Linked DNA regions of Mus musculus: region 1 is linked to region 2. The links are chromatin contacts, called in public Hi-C maps. All regions are on one chromosome and are shown on one strand. Each heading gives the region's core, a stretch centred on a gene start, on an enhancer-like site or on the middle of the called end of the contact. The rest is flanking DNA. Distances are from core to core; before and after follow the strand shown. Region 1 has its middle 4.6 kb from the start of Gm30925. Region 2 has its middle 37 kb from the start of Gm51552.

Region 1 (5,076 bases), core at 2,307-4,806, 68 kb before region 2:
CATATATGTTGGAGCCATGGTCAGCTCCTCAATGTTGTCTGGTAAATACACAAACCCTTTTTGATAACTTCTGAGCCATGATCATCATATTTAAAATCTTTGGAGCTTTTGACTCTAGCTGCATATGTATCAAAAGATGGCCTAGTTGGCCATCACTGGAAAGAGAGGCCCACTGGACAGGCAAACTTTATATGCCCCAGTACAGGGGAATGCCAGGGCCAAAAAATGGGAATGGGTGGGTAGGGGAGTGGGGGGGAGGGTGTGGGAGACTTTTGGGATAGCATTGGAAATGTAATTGAGGAAAATACGTAATAAAAAAAAATAAGAGGAAAAAAAATCTTTGTTCACACACTTTTCTTTCTCCAGGGTCTCTGCTCTGTTCTGGCTTTCTATTCTGGAGCCCCCACCTAGATTTTGTTATGAGGGTATTGTTCACAGGTGAGCCTCTTCCTCAGATCCCCCTCTGCCATGGCTGTGGTCCTGTCATCTTCTGTTTCCATCTTCCAGTAACATTTATGTGTTTTATGAAAATAAAGGGAGAATAAATAAATGCTGGTGGAGCTTTTAGGGGAAAAGCTTAGATTTGGTTTTCATGATTCAAGGCATTTATCATTGTGTGCTTTTTAAGTAGAGCCTTGATTAGGGAAAATTAGTGTAATTGTGATTTTCTTAAGTCGTGTGTGTGTGTGTGTGTGTGTGTGTGTGTGCCTGTGTAGTATGTATATATCTGTGTGGGGTGTATGTATGTTCAGATATATGATGTGGTGTATGCAGATGTGGGGTGTGTGTATACATGTATGCATGTGTATAGTTTGTATGTGGTATGCAGGAGGTAGATGCATGTGTATATGTCTATATGTGTGTGTATGTTCACATATATGGTGTGGTGTGTGCTGGTAGTTTGTATGTGTCTATTTGGATGCATGTGTACATGTGTACAGTCTATATGTGGTATGTATGAGGTACATGCTCAAACTATGATCAGCTACATATGTAGGTATACTTGCCTGTGGCATGACATGGAGGCCAGAGGCTGTTGGATGTCTTTCCTTGATTGTTCTCAACATTAGCTTTTGAGACAGGCTTTCCTACTGGACCTTGCATTTGCATTTTCAGCTAGACTGCATGGCCTATGAACTCCTTGAATCCTCACGATTCTCTCTGTATACCCCTCTCCTGAGGTTACAGGGATACAACACTGTGTCTGGCTTCTTACATTCATTCTGAGGCTGGAACATGGGACATTTAGCCACTGAGCCATCGCTCCAGTTCTTTATTAACATTTCTGAGTCATATGTAGATAGGTACACGGGGCTTCCTCCTGCTGTCTATCATTGTGTGGGGGAGCCCAAGACAACCAGAGGTCTGTTGTTGGTTGAATACTACTGTTAAAGTCAAACCCTGCTTGAAGAATGACTCTGCACAGGATGTTGTCCTTCAGAGCTCAGATCACCCCACCCCCACCCCCTTAAGCTTGTGGTATCTTGGCCTGAAGCCTGTTCCCTTCCCAAAATGTTTGTTAGTACAGTGGCGTTTTATGACACTTTATGGAAAAACCAAAGGGTGGAGGGAAGATGACTCTATTCAGCAAATCCACACATTTTAACCTTCTCTTACTGGAATTTGGAATCCTCTGCATACCTTGTTAGCAGAAAGAAAGAGAGATAGATAAAAAGCTTCAAGAATCTTTTTTCCATGCAAGCTTACGAGTGGAACGTTCTTTACCTCTTAACTCTGGCCAGGACAAATGCTGCCCAGGCTCTGAAAACAGCCTGCTATTTAGAAAGGTCTCAAGGCAGCCTTTGCATAACATTTATGACTGTAGTTATCTTTGCAGGATCTCCAGGAGGGACCTAGGAGGCTCAGGGGGTAGAGGCCACTTTATCCTTGCAGAGTTAACCCTGTAGGCAATGTTGGGGGGCCTCAGATTTAACTCCATCTTGCTCTGAGCTCCCTGGTGCTTGTCTCCAGCCTTCAAACCCCACATAGGCAGCTGAGAGGGTTCAGAGGAGCCCTCTGCAGAAGCAGTCATACCTCTGATTCAGTTAAGGAGAGCCTCACTGTGTTCTGATAAGAGTGGCAAGTCAGAGGCACTGGGGCCCAGACAAGGTCCTTTAGACAAATCATGCTGTTCTTAGATTCTCGGAACTTAAAACCAGGGCCCGTGCTACACACAAGTTTGAGATTATCGCTGACAATTATCTAAAATTAACTGCATTTTTCAAATGAAAAACATTTAGGGGATGATCAGATAAGAGGAGCGCCTATTTATACTTGTTGGGGAAGGGAGGGAGGAGGGAGAGAGAGAGAGAGAGAGAGAGAGAGAGAGATCATTTTTGTTACTCACAACATAAAGGGAGACCCACCCACCAGCATCACTTTTTAGAGGAAATGGAGTTTCTAAGAGGATGCCCAGATTCCTTCTAGATCCAGCCAGAGTGGGGCTGTACTTTCTGAGACACTGAATTTGGCACAAGTCAAAATGTTTGTTCACAGGACTAAAGTGGGGTCTGGTGGGTCCTGGCTGTGAAGTGGATATTGAAGGTCAGTTAGCTGTGAGGAGAGGGCAGTGTTCAGCTGACGGGGGCAGCAGGTGAAGTCTCTGTAACTAGACAGACTCAGAGAGGAAGCCTGGCATGCAAGCCAGCACAGGTGTCACTACCTTGAGGAGAGTAACTTAAGAATCTCTCCCCATGCTGCTCTTTCTGTAGGTGAGGGAGAGAAAGCTGGAAATGATCACTTGGCTAGGAAGCAAGAACTGAAACCAGAACCACACATTTTAAAAACAACTTTGACAAATGATCACCTTGCTTTGGTTTTTCACTCCTGGTTTGGTTCCATTTTTCACAGCACAGATCAAAAGTTGTAACAATTGGCCGGGTGCAGTGGTACCCATTTTTAGTCTAGGAACTAGGAAGCCAGTGGTAGGTGGATTTTTGTGAGTTCTAGGCCAAATAGGGCTACATAGTCAGACCCTCAAAAATAACTAAATAAAACCATATTTGGTTTATTTATCAATAAATATATTTATTTGTTAATAAAAGTTATAATAAAAGGAAGGCATGGGAATTAAGGTTGCATGCTGAGAAGGGTGTGCCCAAAGGGCAGACTCCAAGGAGAACAGCCCAATGGTTCAAATGGAAGCTGTGTGTAGATTGTCTTATGATAATTAGCCTGGCAGGAGATTGCATGCCTATAATTCTAGCCCTCTGGAGGCTGAGGCAGGAGGATTATGAGTTTCAATCCAGCCTAGGCTACATGGTGATGATTTCACATGTGTATACTTCACAGGATGTCATCTTCCTGTGTCCGCACATGCCTGGCATGTACTCACATTCAGTCTTCATAGGCACTATACATATAAGGCCATGCTAAAGGTGAAAAACGGGTTTAGAAGTGACTATCGCCTTTCTCAGCAACAGTGGAGTCAGAATTTGAACTTCGGACTCAAAGACTACCCATTCCCACTGCAATATCTCCCTGGCATGGAGCTGTGGTAAGTATAACCTATTCCCAGAGTTCTTTAGTCCCTGTGAAGGTTGTTTTTGACTTTTTCCTTGCTCGACACAGGTCGGCAAAGAACAAATAATGACAAACACCAAAACAGCCCAGTGGGAAATATTTAACTCCTGTACTTCTAGACGCTCTTGCATAGCCTACCTTTGTTCTTGGCCAGAAAAGTAAAAAAAAAAAAAAAAAAAAAAAAAAAAAGAGAGAGTTTATTTGATCCTTGGTGGCTCGAAGCCATGTTTCCTGTGCACTTAGCGGGTCTTAATGGAAACCAAACCAAAGCTTTCTCTTCAGGCATCTGTACTCTTAAGTGAAAGACCCACATGGTTAGGAAAACTGAGCCACCACCACCACCACCACAAACACACACACACACACACACACACACACACACAAATTCCTGTATTTTTAAATACATCCCAACACAACGTGAAGTGGTCACTGCTAATTCAAAGAGGCAGACACAGTTCTTAAAGGCTGAAAGTTCTGGATGGCTCTAAAAGGTCTTTCACAAGATCTGCGCCCAAGGCCACATTCACAAAACTGTAATCACTCCCCTCCCCAGGCTTTGTTTATCTGGCCATTAAAAAAAAATTAAAACAACTCTTACTTTGGACTGTCTGACAAGATCTGTTTTTCCAGCTGTGGCATCTGAAAAGGACACTAGAGGGCTGGTTTGGGGTCTAGCTTTTTTTTTTTTTTTCAGGCTAGAAGGAAAGATTCTTAAGCAATCTTGCTGGGGTTGAACCGCATACTTCGAGGCTTATTTACCCTGCTTTATGGCACACCTGTTTGGATACGGGCTGTTTTCTGGTATTTAAGCCTACCATTTCTTGCCAATTGCTTTATCTGCAGGGCCCTGTGGTTTTGCAGCAAATGTTCTTTATTAACTCAGAAAGAAACACGAGTTGCTTCATGATCATTCTTAGTGAGACCAAAATAACTTGTTACTGCCTTCTAAGAGGTTATCATTGACCTCAGGACCAGGATACACGAGGCCAGGGAAAGAGTAACAGAGCCATTCTGGGTTGAATCCTTTAATAAATTAAAACATTTTTTTAAAGGTTTCTTTCTTATGTTGAGCTATTCTGTTTCCAGGCAAGAGTAACACTGCCATTTCAGATTGAAGTGGACCATTTCACCCACTGTGGAAGTTGTAGGGTTCAGAGAATGAGAGTCATAGGAGATGGGTAAACAATCTGAATCCGTGTTCATTACAATTTTATGTAGCATTTAAAATCTGTATAGCACAATATGATGGTTTTTCTTGGTTGTCAACTTGACTACATCTGGAATTAACTAAACCCCCCCCCAAATGGAGGGTGTACCTATGAGGAATTTCTGCTTAATTCGAAGTGGGAAAATCTTCTTCCAATCCCCATCTTTAAGGTAGGAAGACACACCTTTAAGTCAAATCTTTAATCCAGCTCTAATCAGGGCAACACCTTCTGCTGAAAGCCTATAGAAGGGCATCAAAGAAAGTTTCCCCTGCCTATATGCACTTCCCTTGCTCCATTTCCTCACTGGCATTAGAGCACATCCCTTCATGATTCCAGCTGAGATATC
Region 2 (4,797 bases), core at 869-3,368:
CCCCCTCCCCCTCCCCTCCCCCTCCCTCTCCCCCTCCCTCTCCCTCTCCCTCTGCCTCTCCCTCTCCCTCTCCTTCTCCCTCTCCCTCTCCTTCTCCCTCTCAGACCTAAGTCACTTGATGTTTTGCCTATCCACTCACAAATGCTATAACTAGTATCAAAGTCCACTGTGGTTATTTGCTTAGAAAGCCCTGTTCCCTGTGAGACACTGGCCTCCTCTCCTGCAGGAACAGTGACTTATTAAAATCTGCATCTTAATTGAGAATGCTAAGAAATGCATGTCTTTTGAAAGAATAACATGAAAAAAATTAGAGGAATAGGCACAGAGGAGGACATGTTCTCCACCCATCTGCAGGTGACATTGCCCCCTAAACAATATTGTTCTGAAGTCCTTTGCAGTCAGTCAGCCGGGTGCTCAGCACCCCAATGAGGATAAAGCTCCTGGAATGTGGGTTTCAAAGAAGGCCAGATTAGTTATATTGACAATAGCTCTCCTCCACTTTCTCTCACTGGATAAATAGATTCAAAACTAGGGTGTTCCTAAGCAGGAAATGTCTGCTTCCAAGTCAAGCTATGTGCATTGAAGGTCTTAAACTTTACAAATGTCTGCTTTCTAGTTCCAAGTCCCCTTCTAAACTCTGGTTTGGAAGCTGAGGATCTGCTTGTATCTTTTCAACTTGGAAACAGAACCACACTTGTTGCATCCTGGCCCTTTGGCAAAGACAAGCTACAGACAAAGGACTCAGGCTCATCTCCAGGCCGTCTCCCACATGACCTCCTTTCTGCCACCTGAAACCTGGAAAGTAGAGTCAGGAAGCAATCAAAGGCAGGACCCCAACATCACCTCTGTTCCCCAGCTGAATCAGAAGCAGTCAGGCTGGGCAAACTCCCTTATTAAAAGTGGGCTCCCATTTGGACCTCCTCGCCCCTTTCAGTGAAAAAAAAAGTTAATCTCACCCTAACTCTGTTTTGTAAATACAAATACAAAGCCTGGCTCCAAAGTACCAGGGAGAACACATTTCCCAATAAGGAGGGAAATGGCATTTACAGGAAGGTCTGAAAGGCCCCTTCAGCAGCCTGCATTTTTGTAAGCCCTGTATGAAACCCGTATGTGGGCATGACTAATGGATCCACCTAATTAAATTTTTACAGCATTCCAGGGCTGGAGTGTCAAATGTTTGCTTCCAGCTTGTCTCCTTGTAACACTGTCAAGTAAGTCTTCCATCCCACCCCCTCCTACACACACCTTTTTTATTTTTTTTAAGGGATGTAAGCTGCATTCCAGTGCGGTATGAAACCAGAATTTGGCATTTAGCAAGATGGAATTTGAACCTTAAAAATACAGTTGACCTCATGACTCCTGTGGACTTTGGAGAAAGAGGGCTTGCGGAGGGTACTGTCTAAGATGCACTTCCCAAAGATCTCTCGCTCTTTGTCTTCCATAAAAAAAAGGTGGGGGCATGAAATTGGACCATGTGGAGATAGATGTTTAAGTTTGACATATGTCAATCAATCTTTGATGTTTTCGAAACTTGAAATTCTCCAGGTATGGTCCAAATATCATGAACATCAGGACTCCCTGGGGAGCTTGTGAAAATGCATGTTTCTGGAGTCTACGACAAATCATCTGAATCAGAATTTGGAAGCGGAGCCAGGTAGTCCAGAAGAATGAGTAACCACCCTGGTGGTTCCAGGGGACCCACAGAAGTTTGCTTCACCTGCATAAGAGACCTAGAAGAATCCATCACAGCGGGGAGTTCCCTGTCCCTTCCCCAAACCAGCCCACCCCTTCTACACAGTGTTATGAACACATATACACAAAAACAGGCAATGCATATGAATAAGGAACCCATCCTTATTTAGACATACTTGAGCCTAGACAACACACATATTTGGAAGTAAATCCTGCTTCCCACGTGTTCTAGTTCAAAGCATTATACCTCAGCTCTTGTTGGACCAAACTACCAACTCATCAAAGATTTCTCTTTCTAATTCATCATAGGGAAAAATCACTACCTATAAGCAACTCAGAAAGCCATCCTGCCCCCAGCCTCTATCCTAATGTGGTAATCTCCTCATGCCGTAACAGATGGTTGACTACAGTCAGAAATGTATGATGCAATTGTGTGAGTTCCTTGGCAGCCATTCCTCCTGGACCTGGTCTGAGGACAGATGAACCGCTGCCATACTGAGCCAAATAAACAGACTTGCAACCAATGGGACTTCAGAATTGGGAGTTCCCTACAGTGTCTTCAGGGAGCTGTTTGCTTTGAACACATTGCAGGACCTCACTGCACCCCAAACTCCTTTTCCATAAGCTGAAGGTCTCTGAAGATGAAACAAGTCTATGTGGGAATGGCCAAGGTCAAGGCACAGGATCAGCCAATAATAAGCAGCCGTGAACCAATGTCTATTCAACACATGGGAGAGTTCTCCCTCTGCATCCTGTCCCTTCCAGCTATGGGCTGGGAAATCATGTGTACTTTGCTTAACCCCTTGAAACATCATTCTCCTCACAGGTGTAGAAGGATCATTGCCACTGGAATCACAGACCTGTTGGGACAAATGTCATGTAGTGTAAGAACAGGGGACAGGATAATCCTGAAAAAAAGATGCGGCCCTCTCCTCCTCCATTTCTCTGAAAATATATCTTACAGCTTCTAATTTTGTGTTTTTAATGGAATTTTTGCATGTGTGAATATGTGTGTCTATGCATCTATATGATTTTCTAATGCTTTTTCCTCTGTTTCTATCTTTTGTCCTATTCCAATTTGGTTGGTTTTGTTTTCTCCACATTGTATTGTATTGTATTGTATTGTATTGTATTGTATTGTATTGTATTGTATTGAATTGTATTATTATTCCTTGGATGCCTGTTTTACATATACATATATATATATATATATATATACATATATATTCTCATATATTCATATATACACACACACACACACAATTAAGAAAAAAATCTGGGCATGAGTGCCTATAATACCATCATAGAAGGAATGAGACAGCCAAATCTAGGAATTCACTAAGCAGTCAGCACAGCCCAAAATACTGAACTTCGGGTCCAGTGAAAGAAAGACTATCTCAAGAGAATAAGGTAGAACATGGTAGAGTAAGACACCTGACCAACTCCCTTTGCCTTCACAGGCACACATACATATGTTTGCACCTGGACACACAAATCCATACACCAGAGAGAGGGGGCAGGGAAGCAGGAAGGAGAGGGAGGGGGAGAGGGAGGAGGAAAGGAGAGGGAGGCAGAGGGAGGGGGGATGGGAGTGGTGGGGGAGAGGGAGAGAGGAAAAAATGTCAGCCCCTTGAGGTTTACATGGGATTCCAAAGCTAATGCTTTCTTGGATGTCTAGCTAATTGTTACCATGAAGGAGGAGCAGGGCCTCCTAGGACCTCTGCCCTCTTTATCTTTCTCATTCCTGCACAGAAAGCCAGTACTGTCTCAGGAAGTGACCCCTAGCTTAACTGTTGGGTGGAAAACATGTTTGCCGATGGGATACCAAGGCTGATTGCGAAAGAGTGTCCTTAAAATATTCACAATTGCTCCAAAAGTTAAACATAGCATTACCCACATGGCCCAGCAATTCTATTTCTAGATATACACTCCTAAGAAATGAAAACAGAACTTCAAACCCTTGTATGAAAACAGTCACAGCAACATTATTCATAGTATTCAAAAGGCAAGGAGAGACCAAACATCCATCAACACATGATGGATAAACAAATACGGTGTCTCCATACAGCGGAAGAGTACTCAGCCATAGAAAGAATGACCAGCACCTACTACAACATAGGTTGGGTCTGAATTCACTAAGCTAAGTCGCAGAGCGAAGATACAAAAATTCACACCTTGTAAGACCTCATTTCTAAGAACTGCTCAGGACAGGTAAAGCCAGTGAAGAGCAAGCCATACATCAGTAATTGCCAGGAGAGGCATAGAGTAAGAGCTGATTGCCTAGTGGCTTGGAGTTTTCATGAAAGTCTTAGAAGTAAATCGGGTTCTGTTTTCACATACAAACACTTCCAGTACCACTGAAGCGTACACCTTAAAAATGCCAGTTTTACACTATGTGAATTTCCATGTGGGCGTTCGAATATGAAAGGAAGAAAATAGAAAGGAAAGCAGCGGTTGTCAGAGTCCAGTACGGATTCACCCTTTGAGGCAGGGAAGTCTCTTAAATCTCTTTCATTAAGACAAAGAAGGCAACAGCAAACAGAGCCAGCAGTTCAACAGATAAATAGAGCTGCAAGCCGATGGCGTCGCTGGAACAATCAGTGACCAGAGCAGCCGGGTTTTTAAAGTCAAGTTAACATGTTAAGTGTGCAAACAACACTGTCATTCCTTTTGTTGGCACGCTCTCCGACCCTCTCCATCAGCTCCCGAGCTTGGCACCCATCCTATTTTCTGCATGGCAGCTGTGCACAGATGAATAGTAAATCAAACATCCTAAAAACCCGTTGTTTTCACACAATGTCTGATTTCCCAGATATTTCATTTCTGGTTCCCTAGCTGACACCCCTTGTCTTAGGACAGGGGTAGCAGTCAACACATTCAGGTGTAAGCCATTGACTGTCCTACTTGGAGGGGATTCCTGTGGATCAGAATGGACAGACTGAATTTCAGGCTGATCCAGAATGCCCTTGGGAACACATCAGCGAAAGATCTTTGACAGGAAGGCGTGAGGCAATGAGTTTCATGGGGACCCATGGCGCCAAGGTGAACGGGAAGTTTCCAAGGATACTGGCTTCCTAGCCAGTTCCGTAAGCCATTCTGCTGAAA

The links. Hi-C and Micro-C count contacts between places; a contact is called where the count stands out from the background.
Region 1: a contact with region 2 is called in a Hi-C map of liver, with 3 times the contacts expected there. The contact joins two enhancer-like sites. A contact is called at or near these places in 1 of 39 promoter capture datasets (liver), 7 of 484 Hi-C or Micro-C datasets (liver and uterus) and 2 of 115 datasets of contacts at active chromatin or transcription factors (kidney and pancreatic cancer cells).

What each region holds. Positions count from the first base shown.
Region 1 is chr8:115,823,056-115,828,131 of GRCm38.p6, reverse strand. No RefSeq gene overlaps it. Among named protein-coding and RNA genes, the nearest start is that of Gm30925, 4.6 kb to the left of the region's middle. Within about 2 kb of position 3,556, at least 10 of the 459 cell types and tissues checked have an H3K27ac peak or open chromatin away from gene starts, as enhancers often do. A contact at or near this core is called in kidney and liver, where this site is marked.
Region 2 is chr8:115,753,577-115,758,373 of GRCm38.p6, reverse strand. No RefSeq gene overlaps it. Among named protein-coding and RNA genes, the nearest start is that of Gm51552, 37 kb to the right of the region's middle. Within about 2 kb of position 2,118, at least 32 of the 459 cell types and tissues checked have an H3K27ac peak or open chromatin away from gene starts, as enhancers often do. A contact at or near this core is called in kidney and liver, where this site is marked.